Linked DNA regions of Sus scrofa: regions 1 and 3 are each linked to region 2. The links are chromatin contacts, called in public HiChIP or PLAC-seq maps. All regions are on one chromosome and are shown on one strand. Each heading gives the region's core, a stretch centred on a gene start, on an enhancer-like site or on the middle of the called end of the contact. The rest is flanking DNA. Distances are from core to core; before and after follow the strand shown. Region 1 has its middle 170 kb from the start of IPO5. Region 2 overlaps RAP2A (ras-related protein Rap-2a). Region 3 has its middle 130 kb from the start of IPO5.

Region 1 (3,601 bases), core at 879-3,378, 150 kb before region 2:
GTGGGAGGGATCGGGAGCTTGGGCTTATCAGACACAACCTAGAATAGATTTACAAGGAGATCCTGCTGAATAGCACTGAGAACTTTGTCTAGATACTCATGTTGCAGCAGAACAAATGGTGGGGGAAAAAATGTAATTGTAATGTATACATGTAAGGATAACCTGACCCCCTTGCTGTACAGTGGGAAAATAAAAAAAATATATTAAAAAAATAAAATAAAATAAAATAAACAATTCTAGTTAGCAAAGAAATTATGAATAAAAATATATTTGCATTTTTAAAAAAAATTGTAAACACCCTTTTAATTGTCGTTTGCCTTCAGAATGCACTAAGAAAGATGTCAGGGTCAGGAAAAAAGAAACATAAGTCAGATGTAATTCCTGCCTTCTAGGAATCTTCAGTTAAATGGTACAAGCTTGCTGCCTCTCCTTTCTTATACTGAAGAAACAGGAAGCGTTGTTTGAATTGAAGCCATATTTCTCTCCCTCAATCTCTGATACCAAACTTCCCTTCTCTTTTTGACCCATCACCAGATATTGTGTATATTTGGGCAAAGTATTTTTTCCGCCAACATTTAAAATACAATTCAGATCTCAAATCAGTGACTGCTTCACTGCTGTTGGGTTTTTAAAAAGCAGCAGGCTGGGTTCAGTAGACCATTTGTAATCAACAGCATCTTTGCTTTACCTGAGAAGAGAACAGTGCCAAGCCACCCCTTCCGCGTGTCAGTAGGTGGCAGTCTGGCTTTGCATGCACTGTGTGCCTGGGATCAAGTGGGATTCAGACATTCACATGCTGTCGACAGTCCCATCATCAGCCTTTTCAGATCTTTCTAGACCTAAAATCAAAGAATTCTCCAAACCTGAAAGCATAAACGTGATGACAACCATTTCAGGAAACTCGTAGTTTCTTTTAACGGAGGTTTGGGAAGAATCTTATTAGGACTCAGGTCCCCTAAGCATGTGATGGGCAGGCCCAGCTCTGCCTGGTCTAGACAGAGTGCTTGCTGGATGCCCTCGCAGGTCCACCTCACCCGGACCAGGTGCCCAAAACAGGCCTCTGGTTCCTACCTGAAGGGCAGGCTTTTCCTATTTCTTGCTCCTATCCGAGAATTCAAATAGCTGTCCTGCTCCAGCAATTTTCAATCTCCCTAAGATAGCAGCAGTTGTGATGAAAGGATCACAGGGTCCTGATACAACTGCCTTCACTGAGATGCCAATAATAGGGCATTTGTAAAGATGGCGGACAAGTTTCCCTGGGAATTATCTTTGAAAAATGGGCTTGCTAAGAAAACAACCCCTAAACGTGAAATTATGGGAAGCCTGTTGCATTAAAGGAACTAAAAATCATATACAATCATAGGCTATTGCATGAATGACACCATTGTCTGAATCAAGCGGTACCAGAGAACATTCTTTCTATGAACTGAGTCAGATTCTATAGGATCCGCAAGTCCAAGGCAGTGGTACTCTCAAGTTTCTCTATGTCCTAGAAAGAATAAGAGCCTTTTTTTTTTTTTTTTTTTTTTTTTTTTTGCTTTTTAGGGCTGTGCTTGTAGCATATGGAAATTCCCAGGCTAGCAGTCAAATCAGAGCTGTAGCTACCGCACCAGATCTAAGCTGTATCTGCAACCTACACCACAGCTCATGGCAATGCAGGATCCTTAATCCACTGAGGGAAGCCAAGGATTGGACCTACATCCTCATGGATACTAGTCGGGTTCATAACCCACTGAGCTACAATGGTTTTTTTGTTTGTTTGTTTGTTTGGTTTTTTTTTTTTGGCCATTCCTGTGGCATGTGGAATTTTCTGGGGCCAGTGATTGAACCCATGCTACAACAGTGACAACACCCATCCTTAACCTGCTGAGCCACCAGGGAACTCCAAGATAACCTTTCTTCTGACATTTATACCATATTATGTTTAACTTGCAGTATCACAATTTCTTTAATTAGGTAGATTAACTAAATTAATTTTACTCCATTTGGAGATCTAACTAATTTGGTTAGTTTGACTAAATGAGTTTTACCCTTCTAGTTTCATAGAGAAGGAACTGATATAATTATCCAATGACTTTCCTCATCACAAGATGTTGGGTCCATTTCCTCTTTTTTTTCCTTTCAGGCAACCACTAATTGGTGAGTGCCAAATAATAAGCTTTAGGAAGTACCAGAAACTCTTTAAACAAGCCACTGGAAGCCACTCTTCATTTCTTTTCGTCAGAGATGAGTGTCTACATCCTGGAATTAAAGTGGAACTAGAAGGAGTCTGTCCCCATCCAGTAGAGTGACGAGAAGGGTTCCAGGAGGGCATCTGCACAGAAGTCTCTCCTCCGTGATCTCAGACTTTTGACATTCAGCCTTTGAGATGGCCTGGACATACTCTCAGTCTTTATAGTTTCATTCATATCAGGCAAATATTTCTGTGGACCGTAAATTAGAGCCTTAATGCAGTTACCACTCCCTTTCCAAAGAAGAAAGCCAGCCAGGGGCTCCATCAAGAAATGTGCCCAGCAGACACTTTCAGGGAGGAGCAGTACCAGGGAGAAGGGCAAGAGAGAGGAGATGATGATTAACCAAGTCCTCCCATGCCCCCCGCCAGGCTCCTGGGACCTGGCCCTGCCCCCTCTCCACCCACACCTCCCGTTATTCTCCCCGTGTCTTCCTGGCTTCTCTGAACACCTGCTCCTCTTAGGGCATGTCCAGTAGCTACTCCTGGGAGCTTCTTTCCCAAGACATCATCACCAGTTGACTTTGTTATGAGTGGCTCAACTCCAATTTCACCACCTCTGAAAGGCCTCTTCCTTGATCACCAACCTCACGTTGCCTGCTTTCCACATCTACTTCATGTTGCTCTTTTTTTAAATTGTCTTTTTAGGGCCACACCCAAGGCATATGGAGGTTCCCAGGCAAGGGGTCAAATTGGAGCTATAACCGCTGGCCTACACCACAGCCATGACACAGGATCCTTAACCCACAGAGCGAGACCAGGGATCGAACCTGCGTCCTCATGGATACTAGTCAGATGTGTTTCTGCTGAGTCACGATGGGAACTCCTTCCACGTCCACTCCAGTCACTTCATTGTTTCATCCTGGATGATTTTCTCACCAGCACTTAACACTTTCCGAAATGATCTCCTTTGCTCATTGAGTTACTTGTTTATTTGCTGTCTTCCCTCACTAAACTCTGTTTTATGATGAGGCTTCTTTTTTTTTTTTTTTACTATGAGATTTTGTTTTGCTAAGGCTGGGGTCCCCTCATCCTCATTCCCTTGGAATCTCCTAGCATTGACTAGGCATTCAAGGAATGTTTATTTATCGAATGGATAAGTGAAGAAAAAAAAAAAAAACACATAAACTTGGTTATGTAAGATGTGGCTTTGCCTGTTGGAATCAGTAACACGAGACTGTCAAGCCGAGCGAGCCCGCCACAATTTCATGTACGCTGGCAGGAGACCCGAGACGCCTAGGTGTGAGATAAAGCACAGTGTATCATTCACAGAAGCAGCAGTAACCAGAGTATCAACATTTCCTGTAGGTTCCCAAGCCTCCACGTCCACGGGGGAACATACAGAGGGCCAGGTAGCATCTGCACAGGCAG
Region 2 (3,522 bases), core at 886-3,385:
TGAAACAGAGACTTAGATGAAACACACCAATTCTTTGAAGCAAACAATTTATTCACGTGATGCCGCTTATGCTCCCTCCCAGGGGCGACAATGGCTCTCCAATACCGACCGTGTCATTTCTAAAGCCTCTCTTCAGCTTCTTTAGGTATCTAAACTTTACCCTTCACATCTAATTCAACCTCTTCTCCCACAATTTTCCAAAGAGAACCTTCTGTCCTAAATCGTCTCCTGGTTCTTGATGGTTTTCTAACTAGTGATCCCTGCCAATCAATCAAATCCCAACTACTGCTCAAAGCTCAGGTCAGATTTCATCAGGAGTTTCCTAGCGGTCTAGTGCTCAGGACTCGGCACTGTCACTGCTGTGGCCTGGGTACAATCTCTGGTCTAGGAACTGAGATCCCACATCAAGCTGCTCCCCAGCCAAAAAAAAAAAGCTTAGGTCAAATTTCATCTCTTTTAAAATCTTCCTTACTTTAATAGACAGCTCATTTATCTGAATTCTTATTTACATTTTATATCGGTAAGAATCTGGGGTTCGTAGGTTTTCATTAATTTATTTCTTGAGTATCTACCAGGCACTGTGAGAGAGACTCGGAATATAAAATGAGTAAAATCCTTAGAGCTTATGTTCCACTTGAAGGAAACACTATAAACAATCCATAAAATGAGAGATTGTGCTCACTGTCTCAAGGGAAATTGATGAACATACAGTGCCTCGGGCAGGCCAGCATCACACGAGGTGATCGCAGAAAGCATCTACAGGGAGATGAAAGTAAACAGAGACTCGAGCACTGAGAGTCGAGTCAGCCATGGGGAGAAAAACAGGCATCAAAGATTTTAGAAAGAAGACAATGCAAAAGGCAGGCAGTGGCAAGGGGCTGGGCTTGCCCAAGGCACCAAAAGGAGACCTCGTGGTTACAGCATCAAGAGCACCAGCAAGGAAAGCGGGAGGGGTGACTGAGAAGGACCTGAGGCCACTATTCTAGGGAGAGGACAAATCACGGAAGGTCTCCCGGCCGGCAAGTTAGTGGGTGTGTGTACTGAGAGATCAGCATGGCGCACACACACAAAATGCCCTTGAGCGGCACAACAGAGGCAGGAAGATGGTCAGAGGACTGCAGCGCTCCAGACAGAGTCAGGGTGACTTGAACTGGGATGATGGCAAGAGCAGTGGACAGAAAGAAAGCTTCAAAGAGATTTGGGAGGCAGCACCAACAAACACATGATGACAGACTGGTTGAAGAAGAGAGCAGATAGTGGTTTTGACAAAAAAAGAGAAATCGGTCACGATTCATAGATAAACTATTGCCTTTACAAGCAGTACAGTTTTAGCTCATGACTAGGAACCCAAAACACCAAAGGGGAACGACCATGTTTCAAACGATCTCAGTTATCAAATCACTACTTCTTACTTTTAGTCTATCAATCTCTTAGCTTAAAATTTGATGATGTTTCTCTTGCAGGAGTGGCTTCTTTTCCTAAAGAAGTTTAATTTTCTAAGTATCCTACTCAGGTTATTCACTTGGTGTTTACCTTACTATTATTCCTGGATTTCTACTGATCCTTTACTGATTACCTTGGAGATGTAGACTGTTTCCAGACACAAACTTTTACTATGTAAGATAAAAATCATTTGCCAGTCAAACGTTACCTTGTGGAATTACTGCCAATAGAGAAAGAATAAGATTTTCACCTTTGCTTTTACCAAACACTTGGACATAATGTTTATTTCTAAAAGCTTGTGAATGATAATGACCCAACACTATAAATGTACTTTTTTTTTTTTTTTAGCTCTTTCCAAATTATTATTTTAGTCAAGTCTTTAAAAGTCTCCGAAAAACATGACCTCAATCAACAAGAAGCCTCAAACTCTTTTCGATCGGAGGGACAGTATGAAGAAATAAAAGCTTGTAGGTTCTTCTAGGAAGTAAAAGTAACTATTGAGTTATATTTCTCTATATGGTCTTTTCAGCCATTTTAGGATTCAAATTTCAGGACAATTTTCTAAATATCCTCCTCAGGCCATTAAAAAAAAAAGTTAAGTCTGGAAAATTCTAGTATTTCAGGGAGTGGGGCAGAAGAGAAGAGGAGGCTGAACTGGTAAAGCAGTCACTGCTCTGGCTTCATCTAGGGCAAAGGTGAACGGTACCCAATTGCCCAAAGACGACTGAAGGTTACTCAACCAATTCCTTGAAAACTATACACTCTCACAAATCATCTCATTTGAAATAAATCATCTAAATATCTGATTCATCAGTTGTTATTCTATGCACCATGCTTTTCGTGTCAAGTGTAAGAACTCTTTTGTCTAGCCCAAGATCTGAAGGTTTTCTCTAAATGTTTCATATTTTTTCGTTTTACGTTTAAGTCATGATTCATTTTCAGTTTTTGTTAAGATGTGGGGTGTAGTTTAAGCATATCTAATTGCTCCAGTTTTTTGTTGAAAGGGCTATCCTTTCTCCACTGAATTATCAAGTAACAGAAATAAGTCTAATAAAAACCATAAAAGACCTTTACAATGATAATTACAAAACAGTGCTTAGAGAAATTAAAGAAGACCTAAATAAAGAGAAGAATGTCCTGAATTTACTGATTAAAAGATTCAGTAAAGATTAACATGTCAATTCTCCACAACTGACTCATGGGTTCCATGCAATTTTAGTCAAAATGACAGGCGGTTTTTTGGTAACTCATGTGGTAACTGACAAATGGTTTTTGGAAATGCGAAGAATTCTACGGAAATGCAAAATATCTAGAATAGCCAAAGCAAATCTGCGGACAAAAACAAAGCCTGAGTATTAGATACTGGATATCAGGACTTAATTACAAAGCTATAATACAGTGTGGTTTAGACATGAGGAGAAACAGAAAAATGTAACAGAAAAGAAGGCCTAGAAACAGACCACACAAAAACATCTGCCTGATTTATGACAAAGGTACACCTACAATTCACTGGGGAGATGGTCATTTAATTAAACAGCACTAGGTTTACTGGATATCCATATGCGGAAAGAAAAAGGAGCCCTCTATTTCACACCACTTGTACAGACTGAAGATGAACCATAGAATAAAAGTCAGAAAATAAACCTTCTAGAATAAATATGAAGGATAAACTTTCATAACCTCGGAGTGGAGAAAGATGTATCAACTTCGACACAATAAAGAACTAACCATAAAAGAAAAGATTACTAAACTCGACTTCATTACAATTAAGAACTTACTGCTCATTAAAAGAAACTATTAAGGAGTTCCCGTGGTGGCTCACTGGGTTAAGAACCCGACAGAGTATCTAAGAGGATGCAGGTTCCATCCCCCGCCTCACTCAGTGAGTTAAGAATCTGGCACTGCCACAAGCTGCAGAGTAGGTCAAAAAGGTTGCTCGGTTCTGGTGTTGCTGTGGCTGTAGCACAGGCTGGGCAGCTGCAGCTCTGTTTCAACCCCTACTCCGGGAACTTCATATGCTGCAGGTGCAGCCATAAAAAGAAAAAAAAAAAAAAAAAAAGAAACTATTAAGTGAAAAGG
Region 3 (3,970 bases), core at 212-2,711, 190 kb before region 2:
GTTCCTGAAGCTAGAGGTGGACAGAGTGTAAATCAGGGAAGCGGGGAATCAGGTAGTGGCAGGGAAGCAGGAAAAGCCTACATGGATGAGAGCAATGAGAGTAAGAACCAAATCCCGAAGAAAATTCAGAGATCAGGACTGGGAGAGATGAACAATGAGGCCAAGTGCAAGTTAGGATTAAGGGGTTCCTCTTTCCACCAAGGACCTTGTACAGTGTTCTGGGGGCCTTTGCCAAAGAGCCTTTGCCCCTCCTCCTGGCCAACCAGAGGGTCACTGGGAATCGGGTATTTGATAACACCGAGTGGTCCAAGGCTATCTCTACAATTCTCTTCAGCACCCCTTTCCCTGGCCTTCTTATCTCTTGTAAACTTTACATAAAGGCAAAACTGGATGAAATAAACAGCAGGGCTGCCCTTTTTTTTTTTTAATTAGACTTCCTCCTTTTTCAAAATACTTAAATTTTTTTTTTTAATTTATCTATTTATTGCTTTTTAGGGCCACACCTGTGGCATATGGAAGTTCCCAGGCTAGGAGTCGAATCAGAGCTGCAGCTGCTGGCCTACGCCACAGCCACAGCAATGCAGGATCGGAGCCGCATCTGTGACCTACACCACAGCTCACGGCAACACCTGATCCTTAACCCACTGAGCAAGGCCAGGGATGGAACCTGCATCCTCATGGATACTGGTCGGGTTTGTAACGTGCCACAACAGGCACTCCCTTTATTCGTCTTTTTTCCTCTAAAGCCATCAGGTTTCTTCTTCTGTATTTGTTACAGCGTCCTGACAGTGTCTTGCCTGTAATGAGTTCTTCAGGAGCTCGAGTTTAAGAAACACTCTGTGTCCCCGAGGAAAATGCTATGGAGACCACACTCGTTCCTGCTTCCTTTCAGGCCAAGCGACATCTACAAGGCAGCTTCACTTTTAGGAAGATACCCTCTAAGGTGGAATTTCATCCTCTTCTCCTCCAGAGGAGTTGCCCTTCTGTTTGGAGCTGGGAGCTTATAGGAAAAAATATGTCCCAAGGATATTGTCTAGGTCTAAAGTAGGTGCTGGGCAAAGGATGCTGAGGTATCAGGGCCAGTGAGCGAAGCCAAGCTGAAAGTGAAAGGGAGAAAGAGGAATGTGGCCAAAGGGATACCAGAGGCCAAGCAGGTCAGTAGGTGAGTGGACAGTGTTCTGGAATGTTCCAGAGACGCGGTTTCTGTGTTTATTGCTAACTTTCCTTCTGTTCACATTTGAGGAGATCTAAAGAGGTCAGCACAGAGGTAAAGCTTCCATTTCTCAGGAAGGGATCAGGAGAGAGTGTGACTTCCCTTTGGCTTAAACTGCCTGGCATGCATACAGAGAATGGGTCGTGGCTAAACCCCTCCCATCCTTGGAAGAGTACAGACTGTGCATGACTTTGCAAAATCACTACTGCTATTTCAGGGACTGCCCAAAGGTAGCCATCGAACCTGTTTGTACAGAGAAAAATGAGTATTTCAGAACAGGAAATGCCATCCTGTGCACAGAGGGTAGTAATTCGGGAGCCTGAAGGGCTTGACGCAATGCAGTAAGTTGTTTTTAGGAAAAATTCAATTTAGTGTCTATTGATGTCACAACCAAATATATGCCTGTTGCTGAGTACTCTCTGACTTTTGTCCGTGAAGATGGAGAGAACGCTCTTGAAGAGACGCAAAGAGCTTTGTACTGATGTTGCCTAGCAACCAAAACCTCATGTTTTTTCAATTTGTGGCTTTTAGAAATTCTACATCGTGTTACATTAATCTGAGCCTAAGGCCTCCAGTTCCTGTTTTTGTGTTTAATGGTTGCGTAAACACGCAAGAAGATGGAAATAATTCCTTTGGGTGTTTAACTTCCTCACTGGGCAATAGGGTCTAGGAGCAATTGTCATCAACTTGAAAAGTATGTACAAATTGGGTAGAAAGGAACCATCTGGGACAATCCCGAGCAACTGTCCCCCCAGCTGAGGATCAGCTTCACTGGTCCTGTATGAAGGCGAGGGACACAGGAACCTCTTTCCTTCCTGGCCATGACTTCTCTGGTTCTGGCCCTCAATCCATGGGTGCTGTATCTTCATCAGCCCATCCATATCCTCTCTGTTTTCAGCTGACTGGTCCCTTTTCTTAAGGACTTGGCCTGGTAGTGCCTACACTGACTCCTCTGTAATTTTAAAGCATGGTTCTAGAGTGATAATTCAGGAGACTTGAGTTCTCACCTTTGAGTTCTCTCTGCCATTAACTTGCTGACTGATCTTGAGCAAGTTGCTTGGTGCATCAGTTAAGACAAGTAAACTGGGTGGCAAGACCAAATAAATCCTGAAATCTCTGTGGCTTGATACCTCAAAAGTTAGTTTTTTGCTTATATGAAGTTTGCATTGGCACCTCCTCGGGGCAGGGTTTTTTTTTGTTGTTGTTGTTGTTGTTGTTTTGGCTGCACCTACAGCCTGCAGAAGTACCAGGGCCAGGGATCAAACCAGCTCCAGAACAGTGACCCTAGCCACAACAGCGACCTGCAGTGACAATGCTGGATCCTTAACCTGCTAGGCCACTAGGGAACTCCCAGGAAGCTTTTATACTGAGGTTCTACCATCTCAACGTGGGGGTCACTCAGGGGAAAAAGAGATGGAGAGAGCATATTAGCTCTTCACTAATTTAGCCAGGAAGTGACATGTCACGTCTACTCATGGAACATGGGTCAAAACAGGTGACATGGCCACAACATATCTTCGGGAGAGGATGGCAAACGCAGAACATCTGGAATGTTTGGTGAGCTGAAGCTGTTGCTTCCACTCTTGGCATCTTTGAGTCTCAGTCTAGTCATCTGCAAAATGACAGGATTGGACTAGATAATGCCTAAGGGCCCTTTTATAGCTCTAAGGATCTAGGAGGCTATGACTAATGGCACTGCCATGATTTCAGAGTAAGTATTCAAACTTGTGCTCTAAGCATGGTTCTATTTTTAAAAGGAATAGATTAGCATTATCTCCACCCACTCACTTTATTGTCCTAAATTTAATAGTCTCTTTTCTTTAACCAGGAAAAAAAATTTTCTCATTTTTAGAAAAAAATCAGGCAAATTAGAAAGAAGTATTTCTCTAGGCTAACCTTCTTTAAAAACAAATTCTTCACTTGGAAGAATTTAATAAAATTGTAATCATTTATTGTTCTAACTACTTCTTAAGCGGATGATGAAAAAAAGCTACAGTGTGTACAAACAAATCGTTTTTCCTCAAGGAAAACATTTGACTTTCTGTATTAAAGGATTGCAACTTGTCTCTAAAATAGTGCTGAAGGAAGAACAGACACAAGAGAAAGAAGAGTCAAATCTACTTCCTTCTGACAATAAGCTATGCTCGTGAAACTTTACAGATAAATACTTTAAATTCCATTCTGGTTGTCTGAGAAGTGAGATTTCTGGTAGCTTAGTGAAGGACTGTGAAGACCTATTCTTTGATGATACCCAAGCACTTGGCATTGACATAGCCAGTCATATCCATCTAGTGGATAAGCCAATATTCTATACGTCATTCAGCTCTAGGCAACATTTCTAGTCTTTTTTGTCCAATGAACAGATGGAAACATCTCCTAAATTCCTCTGCTGGAGGATCATTAATTAATGAGGACATCCAAACCAAACAACTTCCAGACCTATTTGCTCATTTTGGATTTTTAGCAGAGTTGGTTCTGATTTAGCATATTATCTGCAGTTTAAAAAATTCTATAAATTCCCCCTTACTGTGGGAGAGGGCATTTCTCATTGCAGATTACTCTGACTCATGCTGATAACATGGATGAAAGTTATTTGACTCTCTTCCTCTGCTTCCACCTCTTGAATCTGGGCAGGCTTGTGTTGCTTTGATCAATAGGATGTGGCAAAATGATGGAGTGCACGTTCTAAAGCTTGATCATAAAAGGCCACGCTGCTTTCGTCTTGCTCCTTAGAACACATGGTCTCGGAGCCCTGAG

What was found. HiChIP or PLAC-seq counts read pairs in DNA pulled down with a chosen protein or histone mark.
Region 1: an H3K27ac HiChIP or PLAC-seq map of alveolar macrophages shows a contact between it and region 2. The contact joins two enhancer-like sites. A contact is called at or near these places in 1 of 47 Hi-C or Micro-C datasets (fetal heart ventricle) and 1 of 2 datasets of contacts at active chromatin or transcription factors (alveolar macrophages).
Region 3: a contact with region 2 is called in an H3K27ac HiChIP or PLAC-seq map of alveolar macrophages. The contact joins two enhancer-like sites. A contact is called at or near these places in 1 of 47 Hi-C or Micro-C datasets (epiblast stem cells) and 1 of 2 datasets of contacts at active chromatin or transcription factors (alveolar macrophages).

Annotation. Positions count from the first base shown.
Region 1 is chr11:66,847,653-66,851,253 of Sscrofa11.1, reverse strand. No RefSeq gene overlaps it. Among named protein-coding and RNA genes, the nearest start is that of IPO5, 170 kb to the left of the region's middle. Within about 2 kb of position 2,128, at least 4 of the 83 cell types and tissues checked have an H3K27ac peak or open chromatin away from gene starts, as enhancers often do. A contact at or near this core is called in alveolar macrophages, where this site is marked.
Region 2 is chr11:66,701,379-66,704,900 of Sscrofa11.1, reverse strand. The region is part of intron 1 of RAP2A (ras-related protein Rap-2a); the gene reads right to left. Among named protein-coding and RNA genes, the nearest start is that of RAP2A, 24 kb to the right of the region's middle. Within about 2 kb of position 2,135, at least 2 of the 83 cell types and tissues checked have an H3K27ac peak or open chromatin away from gene starts, as enhancers often do. A contact at or near this core is called in alveolar macrophages, where this site is marked.
Region 3 is chr11:66,888,537-66,892,506 of Sscrofa11.1, reverse strand. No RefSeq gene overlaps it. Among named protein-coding and RNA genes, the nearest start is that of IPO5, 130 kb to the left of the region's middle. Within about 2 kb of position 1,461, at least 4 of the 83 cell types and tissues checked have an H3K27ac peak or open chromatin away from gene starts, as enhancers often do. A contact at or near this core is called in alveolar macrophages, where this site is marked.